Linked DNA regions of Mus musculus: region 2 is linked to region 1. Evidence: chromatin contacts called from public promoter capture Hi-C data. All regions are on one chromosome and are shown on one strand. The core of a region is the stretch at or near the end of the contact, and the rest is flanking DNA. Distances in the headings are between cores, read along the strand shown. Region 1 holds the start of Foxo4 (forkhead box O4). Region 2 holds the start of Hdac8 (histone deacetylase 8).

The links. Promoter capture Hi-C pulls out the DNA fragments that hold promoters and counts their contacts.
Region 2: a promoter capture Hi-C map of liver shows a contact between it and region 1, with 5 times the contacts expected there. The contact joins the promoter of Hdac8 here to the promoter of Foxo4 in region 1. A contact is called at or near these places in 2 of 39 promoter capture datasets (liver and pre-B cells).

Annotation. Positions count from the first base shown.
Region 1 is chrX:101,252,032-101,258,723 of GRCm38.p6, forward strand. Foxo4 (forkhead box O4) reads left to right here and starts at 2,497. Exons shown (of 3, transcript NM_018789.2): 1 at 2,497-3,242; 2 at 6,146-6,692. The coding sequence starts at 2,790.
Region 2 is chrX:102,501,698-102,508,389 of GRCm38.p6, forward strand. It overlaps Hdac8 (histone deacetylase 8), which reads right to left and starts at 3,461. Exons shown (of 11, transcript NM_027382.4): 1 at 3,257-3,461; 2 at 2,702-2,754. The coding sequence starts at 3,367. Gm32262 (a long non-coding RNA gene) reads left to right here. Exons shown (of 14, transcript XR_003953070.1): 13 at 4-445; 14 at 2,882-3,629.

The DNA of each region.
Region 1 (6,692 bases), core at 1,247-3,746:
TTATCTAAAATTTGTTAAATGTCTAAGTTTAATAGGCAATTCTTGATCCCATTTATTCACTCCTTTGACCAACATATACTGTGACCCAGAGCTGAGGTCACAGATACCTGAAACTTATTTCTGCCCCCAGGGGCTCATAGCTTATTGTAAGGGACAGACGACCAAACAAATATGACTTGCAGCTCTATGACATGAGCTTGCCAGAGGTGATTTAAAATGCACAACGGGGACGACGTGCTGGACCTGAGGAAAACATGGGGTAATGGATGGGATTTTTCCCCGAAATGGAGACCTGAGGGAATAAATGATAAGAGCAATGAGTTAGAGGCAGGAAGACGAGACTATCAAGGTCATCCTGTGTTGCACAATGAATTTGAGGCCAGCCTGGCCTACGTGAGACCCTATCACACACACAGACACACACATCCAAAAAGTATGCATGGCTGGAGAGATGGCTCAGCAGTTAAGAGCACATATTGCTCTTACAGAGGACCTCAGTTACATTTCCAGCACCTAAGCACGTAGCTCACTATTTGCCTGTAACTCCTGCTCCAGGGGATCATGGCCTCTGGCCTTCCTTCTCAGGTACTTACAGTCATGCACTCACGTCCACATATGTCCACATAATTAAAAATTAAAAATCAAAAGAACGGATGGTGGTGGCACAGGCCTTTAATTTCAGCATTCGGAAGGCAGAGGCAGGTAGCTCTCTAGAAGATGGAGGCCAACCTGATCTACATAGTGAGTTTCAGAACAGCTGAGGCTATACACAGAAACTCTGTCTAGCAAAACTAGACAGGGATTGGGGGGAAGAAGATTTCTGTTAAACAACTAAACAACAACAATAAAAAGACAGAAAGAGGATGCAAAGGGAAAGTTATTATAAGGTGGAAGCATTTCTAGAAAATAGGGGGAAACTACAGCTGGTTCAAACTTAGTGTGCTTAGTTGAAAGATGGGGCAGGAAAAGTGTAACTTGAACCTGAAGAGCTTTCCTAGAGTTTGAACATTACAGTACTTTGGATTTTTAGGCCCACCTGTTTCCTTGTGTAAATCACTTGATCTCTGAGATCATCTGTATTTTCATCTATAAAACAGATATAATAGTGGTTAACCATACCTTGCATGGTTAAGTGAGCTGTAAGTGAGCTAATTTTGATATGCTGGTTTGAATAAGAATGCCCCCCATAGGCCCACTAGGAAATGGCTTTATTTGAAAGGATTAGAAGGATTAGAAGCCGGTGCACTGTTGAAGAACTTAAACCCAGTCATAATGTCTCCATTTAGAATTTGGAAGTAGCAAGTTACAGAAGTGGAAAGGTGACCATCAGTGTGGCTGAGAAGGTTAGGTAGACCCAGAACAGCCTCTAACCAAATTCAGAGCTTAAGAGTAGGGATCGGGGATTTAGCTCAGTGGTATAGCACTTGCCTAACAAGGGCTAAGGCCCTGGAGTCGGTCCTCAGCTCCAGAAAAAAGACAAAATAACAGAGGTTAAAGGTAGCTAGAGGGTGGAGGTATAGGTGCAGAAAGAGATTAAAAAAAAAAAAAGTTCAGTTGGAGACATGTTGAATGAGAAGCCATTGAAGATCAGAACAAGGAGAAGATCAGTATTTCAGAGGCCTGCATAGCTGACAGAGGAAACTAGCAAGACTGTCTGTGAAATGTACATAGAAAATGGAGAGAGTGCACCATAACCAATGAACACTGTTTGTTGTTACACAAGCTTCCCTCTCAACTCCCCAAGTGAGTGTGTCTTATTTTCTAATCAGATCCCTACTTGTTGATACTCTTTCTGCTTCTTATAAGGGCAATACATTTTCACTTTGCTTTCTTAGTGAAGGATGGGAAAATCTAGCGTCTTTCAAAACGATCTTTTGGGCGACCCCGAAACTCGAGGAAGTGGGTGAAAAGGGAAGGAATGAGGAAAAATATTTTTAAGAAAAGAAAAAGAGTCCGGGACGACCTCTAATCATTAAAGTTCCACCTCCCCACATCCTGCCACGCGCCGCTCTCCTGCGGCCGATATCGGACTCCTGATCGCAAGGTAGGACGGGAGATGTAGTCTTCGAGAACGACCAGGGTGGCACGATTCGAGAACTCAGTTTCCCAAGTGGCTCCTGAGGCGCGTGCGCAGATGGCTGCCCCAGCGAGTGGTAAACAGAGACGTCTGGCGGGGGCTGCTGCTTGGAGCAAAACAAAAGGGAAACCCGGGGGGCGGGGGGTGGGGGGGTCCGATAGGGGATTCAGTTCTGGAGTTGGGGAGGCTGGGGCCGCAAGAACCTTGACCCTCTCAAGAGTGACCTGGAGGGAAGAGGCGAGGGGAGGGAGAGCCAGGGGAGGGACAAGTGACGCCCGGGAGCGGGGCGTGGGGGAGGGCAGCGATCCGGGTGGAGGAAATTTGGGAGGAGTGTCCGGGGGGCAGCAACTTGAAAGGGGGAGGGAACTTCGCTGAGGAGACGTTCGGTGATGGGAGCGCAATGTATGAGGGGATACGGTGCCTCAGGTTTAAAAGAGCAGGAAGCTGAGTGAGAGGGTGCAGAAAGTGCCTTCGCTAGGCGGAGGTTACAGGTGGTGCCTCAGAGCGCTACTCTGAGGCTGCAGCCCGGACTCCGGAGGGGATCGGAGAACGGAGTGAAAGGGACAGTTTAGGAGCTAGAGTCCGGAGACGAGGGAGAAGTTCGTGACTTTCTGAGAACTGGAAAGAATGTGTTTCCCCCCTTGGGGGAGGCATGGTGAGGGACTGTGGCAGGCTCCACTGATCGCTGAGCTGCAGAGGTTCGACCCCACGTATGGATCCAGAGAATAAGAAGTCAGCCACAGGGGCTGCCGCGATCCTAGACCTCGATCCCGACTTCGAACCCCAGAGCCGTCCGCGATCCTGCACCTGGCCCCTTCCTCGACCAGACCTCGCTACGGAGCCACACGAACCGTCCGAGGTGGAGCCCAGTCTGGGACAGAAGGTACCCACGGAGGGACACTCCGAACCGATCCTGTTGCCCTCTCGGCTCCCAGAGCCGGCAGGGGGCCCCCAGCCGGGAATCCTGGGGGCTGTAACAGGTCCTCGGAAGGGAGGCTCCCGCCGGAATGCCTGGGGAAATCAGTCATATGCAGAACTCATCAGCCAGGCCATTGAAAGCGCCCCGGAGAAGCGGCTGACACTCGCCCAGATCTACGAATGGATGGTCCGCACGGTGCCCTACTTCAAGGACAAGGGTGACAGCAACAGCTCGGCAGGATGGAAGGTAAGTATGACTCCCTTACCTTCACGCCATCCACCCTTGGACCCCTCTAGTTACTCTCACTCCGGGGCCCCCCATTACCGCCTTTCCACCCCTTTGGAAAGCCCAAAGATCCACCTTTAATCTTCAGTTAGACAGGCATTTACTTAGTACATAGTATATACCACACTCTGAGCAGCTTGAAGCAGGAGGATCGGAGATGAATAAGACACTGTCCCTGCTCTGAGGAAAATCGAATTCTCTACTCGCTACTCAGCACTTTGGCTTGAGCTGCTCCAAACATTTATTCCCACAGAGAAGTCTTTATCCTATGTACAGCAGGAACTGTGTGGATTCTCCACCGGCACCTAGCCTTCCCTCCTCCCTCCCCTCCCACCCAACACCTTTTGGCCCATTCCTGCGGGATTACTCGGATTCCCTGCTCGCCTCCCAATACCTCAGTGAACAGAACTGTTCTACGATTGCTCTGCCCAAGAGGGAGTGGGCGGTGAAGGGGGGCAAAGTGGTTGGTATCCATGGGGAAAGGTAGCGACCTTGTGCACTAAGGAAAGAGGCCCGCAAGCTGCTATCTGCCTCAGTTTACCTTCTCCTGACGAAAATCCTTCCTTGTAAGGCGCTCTCCAAACTCACGGGGAAAGTCTTTGTTCAGGAATACTACTCATGGAGAAAGGAGGTATCATATAGCTTTGACTTTCGAGTCCAAGTTGGTCCTTGGTCTTTCTTGAAGAAACTGGGAAGATCTCAAACGGTAACTCTGAAAACTTCGCCAGAGAAATACGGACTCTAATCACAAAACTAAGGAGGGTTCAGCCCGTATCCATGCCTTGTATCTCTCTCTGTAGGTGGTTTGTGTTAGTGTACCAAGTACAGCGGACAGAATGGACCTTCACGTAGACGTTAGAGTGAGGGAGCAGATCTACAATGTGCGGAGGGGCCAGACTGAACAGAAGATGGGACAGCTGACCGAGACCCTTGGCGCTATTTCTGGGTAGACTGCCATGCCACAATCTGAAGCTCACAAAGAGCTTCCCTCCTTGGACGCAGCCTGCACAGCTGTTTTTCTTTTCCCTTAAGTTGATTTTCCAGGGTAGAATGACCACGAGTGCTTGTTACACTGGGAGTAGTCCCTTCTTATGACTTACACGTAACACGGCCTTTAGAGTTTATGAAGTCTTTTTTTTTTTCCTCCCCTTTTGATTCTAGGAACTGAACCCAGGGCCGCATGGTTGCCACTAAGCTAAATCCATAACCGGTGAAATCTAAGAATTTTTTTTTCATTTAGTTAGTCCGCCTTGGCAGTTCGGAGTCCACATTTTGCATCTGAGGAAATGAAGGCCCAGGGAGGTTAGGTAATGAGTCTACCCTCAAGATGAGGACTTGAGGACAAGCTTTGCTACAGACCCTGCTTCTCTGAGGAAAGCGTGGTTTGCTTTCATTGCCAAACCTAGTCAAAAGGGGGCCACAAGCTCCCAGAGTGTCCCCCCTCCCCACGCAGGAAGCTTAATACTTCCCTGGTGTTGTGCCAGGGTCACTCCCACCCCACCAGGGGGCGGCACTCACTTGAACAAGAAAGCTTAAGTTAGGTGACTTTGTGAACAGTTTATCTGCACACATACATGTGCGCGCGCGCGCGCGCGCACCTGCGCACCTGGAAACTGACCTCTGCCACTTGCTTGTACCGAGGCCTCCTGGAGAGGGGTCATAGGTGGAAGTGTAGCTCAGTAGTGAATTCCTTTCACAAAATATGTCTCTGAGCTTGACCCGCTGCAGCCGCCGTGTGCATGTGCTCACACTCGCGAGTGCGCGTGTTCGCACATGCGCACACAGAGACCCCCACCCCACCTCACCCCTACACACACACACCACATTTACTTCACTAGACCCAGAATTAGAGAAAAAGAAGGGAGGAAATCACAGAGCTAGAAGACACAACTGTGCTCCGTTACTAAGAGCCAGGGGTGATTGGATCTGCACAGAGTCAAGGAAGTCTTGCTAAAGGAACTGGCACAAGAGGCTGCTCAAGCCATGCTCTTCAAGAAAAGGGTCACCTTTTTTTTTTTTTTAACCAGTGAGCTAGAAGTGGTTTCCCGCTGTCTCAAGCCTGTTTCTTAGGGGCTCCTAGCATGTCTGAACTTCCTCCTGAATTTATTTCTAAACTAAAGAGCTCCATGCGGGAGGGGAGGTCAAATGACCTTTAAGGTAGAGCAATTATGCTCAAATTCTTAGAAGACTTCCAAGGAGAAAAACTGGGAAGGAGCGGGTGTGTGTGTGGGGGGGGTGCGGGTGCGGGCAGGACTGATGGAGGTACATCAGACACCATAGACCAACCAGTAAAAATAAAAATAAGTACCGCCAGAAAGAGGCTCAGGAAGTATCAACGTCCATCTTGCACCCTGGGCTACTAGGGGGCAAAGGATATATTAATGTGCATGTCAACAGTAAAAGAAGAATGAATAACAGGACCCAGTACCCAAGGCACTGGAGTTGGCAGAACCTCAAGGGAAGCCTTACTATACATCTAGGGCCTACCTACCAGTTGGACATATAGGGGACAGTTGCACATAATCTCACCCAGTCTATATGGCATTTATGGTTTCATGTATGCTCTTGCTGTCCTGGAACTCACTATATAGTCCAGGCTGGCCTCAAACTCAACAGAAATTCCCCCTGCCTCCCAGGTATTAGATTTCAAGGCCCAGTGTGGGATCTATTGGGGGAGAGAATGCTCTTGAGCCTGGCAACTCTGTGTACAGTCCCTTGTCTCCCACCTCACTCTACCTCTCCTTCCTGGCTTTGACAGGTGATGCTCCTGTTGTGTTCCAGCCTCTCCTTAGATTAGACTGCTGCCCACCACCCTCCGCTATACATATCTCACGCCCCTTTTCTACTATCTCTCTCCCATCCAGAACTCCATCCGTCACAACCTGTCCTTGCACAGCAAGTTCATCAAGGTTCACAACGAGGCCACTGGCAAGAGCTCTTGGTGGATGCTGAACCCCGATGGCGGCAAGGGTGGCAAGGCACCCCGCCGCAGGGCTGCCTCCATGGATAGCAGCAGCAAGCTGCTCCGGGGCCGCAGCAAAGGCCCCAAGAAGAAGCCGTCTGTCCTGCCAGCTCCACCGGAAGGTGCCACGCCAAGGAGCCCTCTGGGCCACTTTGCCAAGTGGTCAAGCAGCCCTTGTCCTCGAAATCGAGAAGAAGCTGATGTGTGGACCACTTTCCGTCCACGAAGCAGTTCAAATGCTAGCACCGTCAGCACCCGGCTGTCGCCAATGAGGCCGGAGTCTGAAGTGCTAGCAGAAGAGGAAATGCCAGCCTCGGCCAGCAGCTATGCAGGGGGGGTCCCTCCCACGCTCAGTGAAGATCTAGAGCTACTGGATGGGCTCAATCTCGCATCTCCCCATTCCTTGCTCTCTAGGAGCGGTCTCTCCGGCTTCTCTTTGCAGCATCCTG
Region 2 (6,692 bases), core at 2,211-4,710, 1.3 Mb after region 1:
CAGGGTACTATGCATGGGAGTTTGCAAGTCTGTACACGCACAGAGGCCAGAGAAGGATGCCACACGTCCTGCTCTGTAACTCTCATGCACATTCACTTGAGACAAAGAGTCTCTCATTGAACCTGAACCTGGAGTTAGACTGGCGATCAGCAAGCCCCACCAATTATTCAGTCTCTTGTCTACCCCTGCCAAGACATTGAGCTTACAGGTACGTGTGACGAAACCCAGCCTTTCCCGTAGATTCTGGGGAACCTGGGTCGTAGTGCTTGTACAACAAATGTTCTTACTTTTTCTATGCTATCTCCCCAGAGTCTGCTAATATAAAAAGTTTCTATTAGTCGGTCTCTTACAGTTATCTCCCAGAGGAAGGAAAGACGGAGGAAAAGCCTGGACCCTCTCAATCAGCTCCTCACAATAAAGGACAAACGGAACAAGAATAAAGGAAGTGAGTTTCATGGACTTTCTTGCTTCTCCCTGCTGATTTCCCATTTCTTCTTCTAGATTCTGCTGCAGGAATGTTCTCTAACCCTTGCCACCAAGCAGCGTGGCATTTCTTCCTTAGAAAGCCAGAGCCCAAGTCTCACCCTAAGCCTAGTAAACCAGTTTGTATTCTACCAAGAACATATATGTTAACAAGATGATTGCCCATTCAAATAGAAGGGGCACTGCTCTAGCCACAGAACGGCGCCATGTATGTTTTCTGAATGGAAGTACAACTATGAGTTTACTGCGAATTAGTCCAGGTAGGATATTTAGGCAACTAGTATAACCAAGGTGTTTGAAATCCTGTGGGTCAACCTCAAAAGTTAAATATGTAGACAAAATCAAGGATTCTTGTTTTTTCTTCAAGTACACATTTATATCACGAGAGATGAACAAACTGTCCACTAAAATAAAATTTTAGGGCCAGCAAGATGGCTCAGGGGCAGTCACTGAAAAACTAAATTCACTCCTCAGGCTCCGCACGGTAGAAAGAGAGAGGCAGCCGCTGCCGGTTCTTTCCCAGCCTCCACCTGTGTACTGGGGCGCTTGACCAACCCCTCAGGCCCCCGAGCCCCATCAAAAGAAATAAATGCAATGTAATAAAGTGTTTAAAATAAAAACATCAAGGAGCCTAGTACAAAGGCTCACACCTTTAATCCCAGCACTCGGGAGGCAGAGGAATCTCGGTGAATTCAAAGCTAGCCTGGTCTCACCTAGTGAGTCCTAGGGCTGCCTAGGTAGGCTATGTAGAGAAACATTGTCTCAATTTTGTACACAAGCTTTTGTTTTATGTATCCCAGGTTTTGTTTTGTTTTGTTTTGTTGCTTTTGGTTTTTTGAGACAAGGTTTCTCTGTGTAGCCCTGGCTGTCCTGGAACATTGTAGACCAGGCTGAACCCAGGCTGAACCCAGAAATCTGCCTGCCTCTGCCTCCCAAATGCTGGGATTAAAGGCATGCGCCACCACGCCCTGCCATCCCAGCCTTTTCTAATTGTTGCCTTGTAGCACCTTCCCATCTGTTTCACTCACCCTAAAAGGAAAGACTACTGACTACTCAGCAGCGAGCTAATGACTTTGCTTTGACATCTTGTTTGCAATAAAATATTTGTAAGTGTTAATTTTGTGTGTGGGAGCCTAGACCTCCTATATGTTAGGCAAGTGTTCTACACATTGAACACTATCTTAAACCCCTTTAAAAATTGTATTTTGAGACAGGGTGTGGCTAAGTTACCCAGCTGGCTTTGAAGTTGTGATGTTCCTGTCTCAGCCTTCCAAAGGCCTAGAATTAACGGCCTGTACCACCAGGCTCAGAAAAGTGTTAAAATACTTTTAAGGAAAGACAAGTAGTTATTTTGATGACCATAGGAATTAAGCATAGGGAGGAAAACATTCCTAGAAGGGTATGGTGCTGCAAACCTGCTGATCCTGCACCTGGGAGGCAAGGCAGGTGGTTCTTGGTAAATTCAAGGCCAGCCTGGTTGATGTTAACAGTTCTTGGCTAGCCAGAACTACACAGTGAGACTCTGTCTCAAAACAACAACACATTCCAAAAGAATGTACACACTAAAAATGACTTAATACTAAGAATAAAATATGAAAACCTATTATATTACTTTCTGTGAAGAAAATGCAGCATTAGGTGATCTAGCCAGTCACGTAGTTGGTCAGTAATGAGAAAACCTGATTTGACATGTGCCAGGTCCATAATACTTTCATTTATGACATTAAATATAGAATTGGCAATCAACAGAAAGCTTGTTTTTGGCTTGTTTTTGAGAAGGATGTAGCTAGCTTTACTTGTGTGGTCAACAGAGACCAGGTTAAAGTTTGGTGGTGATGGGGGTGGGGTAGCAGATCTAAGTCTCAAATTGAACCCACATCCCCAAATCTAGCTTTAGAAAACAAACAAAATCCAGACCAAATATAAAACAAAACATTTTCCAGCTTAACACCTCCTCACATGTCTAGAAGCAAAGTCTCTTTTCTAAGGGATCTTAACCCCTTCGTGTGCCTTTCCCAACTGTTCTCAAGCTTTCCCGGCGGTACAAGCATCTAACAAAGACTATGAACACCCCACTCCCACACAAGCTTTTTTTTTTTTTTTTTTTTGAACGCAGCATTTCTCGCTGGTTAGTCCCACTGGGAGGAGACAAGGTGTTAAGGCTATGAACACGCCTGCCCTCAGAAATGATCATGTTCAGAAAGGTCAACGCACTTACCTCATTTGTTTATGCAGGGCATAGGCTTCGATCAGAGAGTGGACCATACTGGCCTGAAACAGCATCAAAGAAAGGCAGAGCAGTCTCCTTAAGGTTCAATGTACTGAAATGCCATTAACAACAACAGCCTGCGCGGAGAACTAACTACTTTCTCTCTTCTCCCTTCTGTCACTTTAACAGAATACACTTAAGACAAACACAGAGTCTCAAAATCGCCAAGATTCGAAGCTCCCCAGCTTTACTAACGCAAGTGATGGAATACTCTCTCCTAACAGTTTGTGGTCCAGGACCCCCTATTGGTAACTCCGCTCACCTCTGCGCCAATCCTTCCCCTCCCCCGCCCCCCGCCCCCACTCGAGCGTTGGATGCCCCACTGCGCTCTCTGAAGGTAATGAACCACTTCCTTCTGCTCGGCTTGGCGTGCCTGGCACTGCTAGTTACATTTTTGCTGAAGGTATCCTTCAGTCCAGTTTTCTCGTTTCCTAATGTACTCCCTTTCACACCCTCCCACCCCCATCCCCGCAAACCGTGGTCTTTGATCCAGACCTCTCTTACCCGTTTGGGGACCTTCACAAGGGAGTCGCAGATGCTGACATACTCGGGACTGTAAATATAAACCGGGGGTAGTGAATGCCCACTGTTGGCGGGTTCCTCTGGCATCTCCATCTCCCACTTCCAACCGTCCGCGAGCCAAAGTCTGGAGCCAACAGTTTTCAGACTCAGCCTGAGCTCCAGTTCCTGCTCCTCTGTTCAGCCCCAGCGGTGCTCCCTTGTCAACATTCCCTCCTATTTAGATCGCCGGAGACAGTTTCCCTGGTCCCTCGTCCAACTACAGGGATGGATGGGCCCTTCCAGACCAGATGCCTTCTACTGATGACCACAGTTCAAAAAAGGTGCCTGACAGATATAAAAACCAAATAACTGCCAATTGGGATCAATTTTTTCATGGCACAAGTAGCACGGTCAAAAGTAACCAGCCTTGTTGCCCTACGGGGCCATTTGAAATGAGGTCAGACCAGCTCCAAAGCATGCTGGGAGATGTAGTTTTAAAGGAGTATGGTAACAGAAAGAAACACAGCTAAACACTAAAAAAACGTGGTTTCAAGTTTTGGCGCTAAGAGTCTGAACTCTTTTAAGTTTTCAAACTGCAAATATCATTTAAATATTTAAATAGAGGTAAACTATACATTCAATAGCAGGCAAGACCACCACCCAGCTACATTAGCTAATGGTGCTAAGGCTGAGGATTGTTTGAAATGTTTACAGAGTAAATTTCGTGCTGCAACTTTAGTTCGCTACTTTTCATCACTGTCTGAAAGAGATTAACAGCCTCTCCAATAATCCACTCTGACAAACCCGATGTCACCTTCCTAAAACTGAGACAGGGACTGTGGAGCTTTCATGTGATGAAAAGCAAGGGTTCTCTCCCAAGTAGTGGGAAAACACACCTCCCCCATCCCCCAACACACAGCCACTTTTTCTTTCATTTGCTTCTGAAGCTAAACAACGGTTAGGGCAAATGTTTTAGGTTTGGTGTACAGGGTGTTAGTGTGTCCCCAGGCAGTGTTATTTCCACCAGAAGTTTGGGGGTTCTGGATGCCTACAAGATCTGAGCCTAGCTGGTCAATTCCCAGACTCCCAGCACTCAGACCATCCTCAACTGACACACTGAGGCCTCCGAGACAGGCCCAGATTTGTACTTTCTTTAAAAGACAAGCTTGCTTTAAACTTTTGTTTCGTGATAAGCACTTTGGATATTATCTTAATCCTTTCAACAGTTCTATGACGCAAGCTGTAACATGTCCACTTTGCAGATGTACTTTGGAGGGTAAAAACTATTCTCGGTCACACACTGAGGTAGGAAAACAATCCAAAATTAGCTCTACCTAACACCCAAAACCTAAATACTCCTTTTACTATGTGAATTTGATGCTTCCAGGTTGACTTTCTGCTATACCTGTGGTCAATATTCGATTTAGTATCCCAATACTTAATATTCTTGCAATCTTGAGGTATGTACGTGTGTGTGTGTGTGTGTGTGTGTGTGTGTGTGTGTGTGAGAGAGAGAGAGAGAGAGAGAGAGATATGCATTTGTTCTCCAATTAGAATGGAACAAGTTATGCTTCATTTGTATTTGTCTATAGAACTAGTTCAAAGCACTGTAATCATTCAGTTACCCAAGCACTTCTATGAACTGAGTGCACTATTAAGCACTTCTATGAACTAAGTGTACACTTTAGCTTTGGATTCAAAGATACACTGCACTCTCAGGGAATCTGCATTATAATAGATAAGATAAGGCTACTTCATTTGAAACCATATTAATAACAGAGCCAGATAATGAATGGAGGGCACTTAGCTTACTTAATAGGCATAAAGTACTTAACAATAAATGGTTAAGTAGGATTCTTACTAGCATTTCAGAATATCTTATGAGATGCACAATACTGTGCTTGGTGAGGATGAGAGGGCATGCTGACTGGAAGGAGCAGCTTAGATTTAAAAAAAATACAAAGAACTGTGACAGACAAGATTTCTCAGTAGGTAAAGGTACTTGCTGCTAAGCTTGATGACCTGAATTCAATCTCTGGATTCCACATGGTGGAAAGTGAAAAAATACCTCCTGCAAGTTGTCCTCTGCCTTCCATATGCATGCTCCGTTGCATAGGAGCACCCCCAACACACACAATTAATAACATAGAAACAATCTCAATACAAAGAAGAAAGCTGGAGTTGGTGGCATGTGCCAGCAATCCAAGTATTCAAGAAACAAAGGCAGAAGAGTCACAAGTTTGAGACCAGCCTAGGCCAGCCAGTGCTACTAGTAAAACCCTGTCCCTACATCAAAATAAATAAATCCATGAACAATTTAAAAAAACCCTACTCTATTTTAGTGGAACAGGAAAGTTCATGAAAGGCTTCAATACTAGGCTAATGAAAACATATTTCATCCTTTTCGAAATGGGAATGCGTTTTTGTAGTGCTGGAATTGCAACCCGGGCCCGTGTCTGCCAGGCAAGTGAACTAGACCCAAATTCCTTATAATGTTCAGTAAAATATTCTAGAGCAGCTGTGTGTGTATGAAAATTAGTAACTTGAAAGACTGGAGCAGTGCATGCCACAACGGTCTAGTTATGGAGTGATCAGTGAGTCAAATTAGGCTGCCAGTCTGGGAAGAAAAGGAAACCACAGAGTACAGGGGAAGCTCAGAGGACCGCCTTGCTGCTGGGATAATGGGGAGAGTAAAGGAGATGAAAGTGAGCTGTTGGAAACCTTGGGAAGTTTTCAATCTGGGAGAAGAGAAGGCTACCGGTCCCAGTATAAGAAAGTAGGGTCTTAGTTCAGAGAGAGTGTGTGCTTAATCTGTGCAGTACCGAAAGAAACAAGGCAGTGTGGAGGAAGAACTTAGAGGGCAGTGTAGGGAGAATATTGCTTTCTTTAAAAACCCAGTTATGTTATGGGTTTTTTTGTTGTTGTTGTTTTAATCCCAGGTGTGTGATATAGGGCTGCTTCCGATTGTCCACAGCTGCTAGCTATGATTGTCTTGTGCTCTAGGAGTCTCACACAGACACACACACACACACACACACACACACACACACACACACACACACACACACACACACTTTTCCATACTAAAAAATAGTAAAGATGAAGTTATAAGTGGTTAAGATAGCCAGGGTACTATGGGTGAAATTGGTGACTATAGCTTATAACTTCTGGATATAACTTTCATGTTTTCAAAACTAAATTTCTGATTTCCCCATCCAAGTCCTTTCTAGTCTTTTCTCCATTTTTACACCTGTCCCTGTTGGACAAGCCAGAAACCTAAGGGCTTTCTGCGTCTCTTTCTGCACTTTCACCTGCAGATTCAACCGACCAGCAACTTCTCAGTCCTGTCTCCATTCCTCAGACAAGCCTCAAATGAACCTGCATTCCCCCCACACCCGCCCCAGTTAGCAAAGCTACTACTCCAGTATCTGGCCTTTCC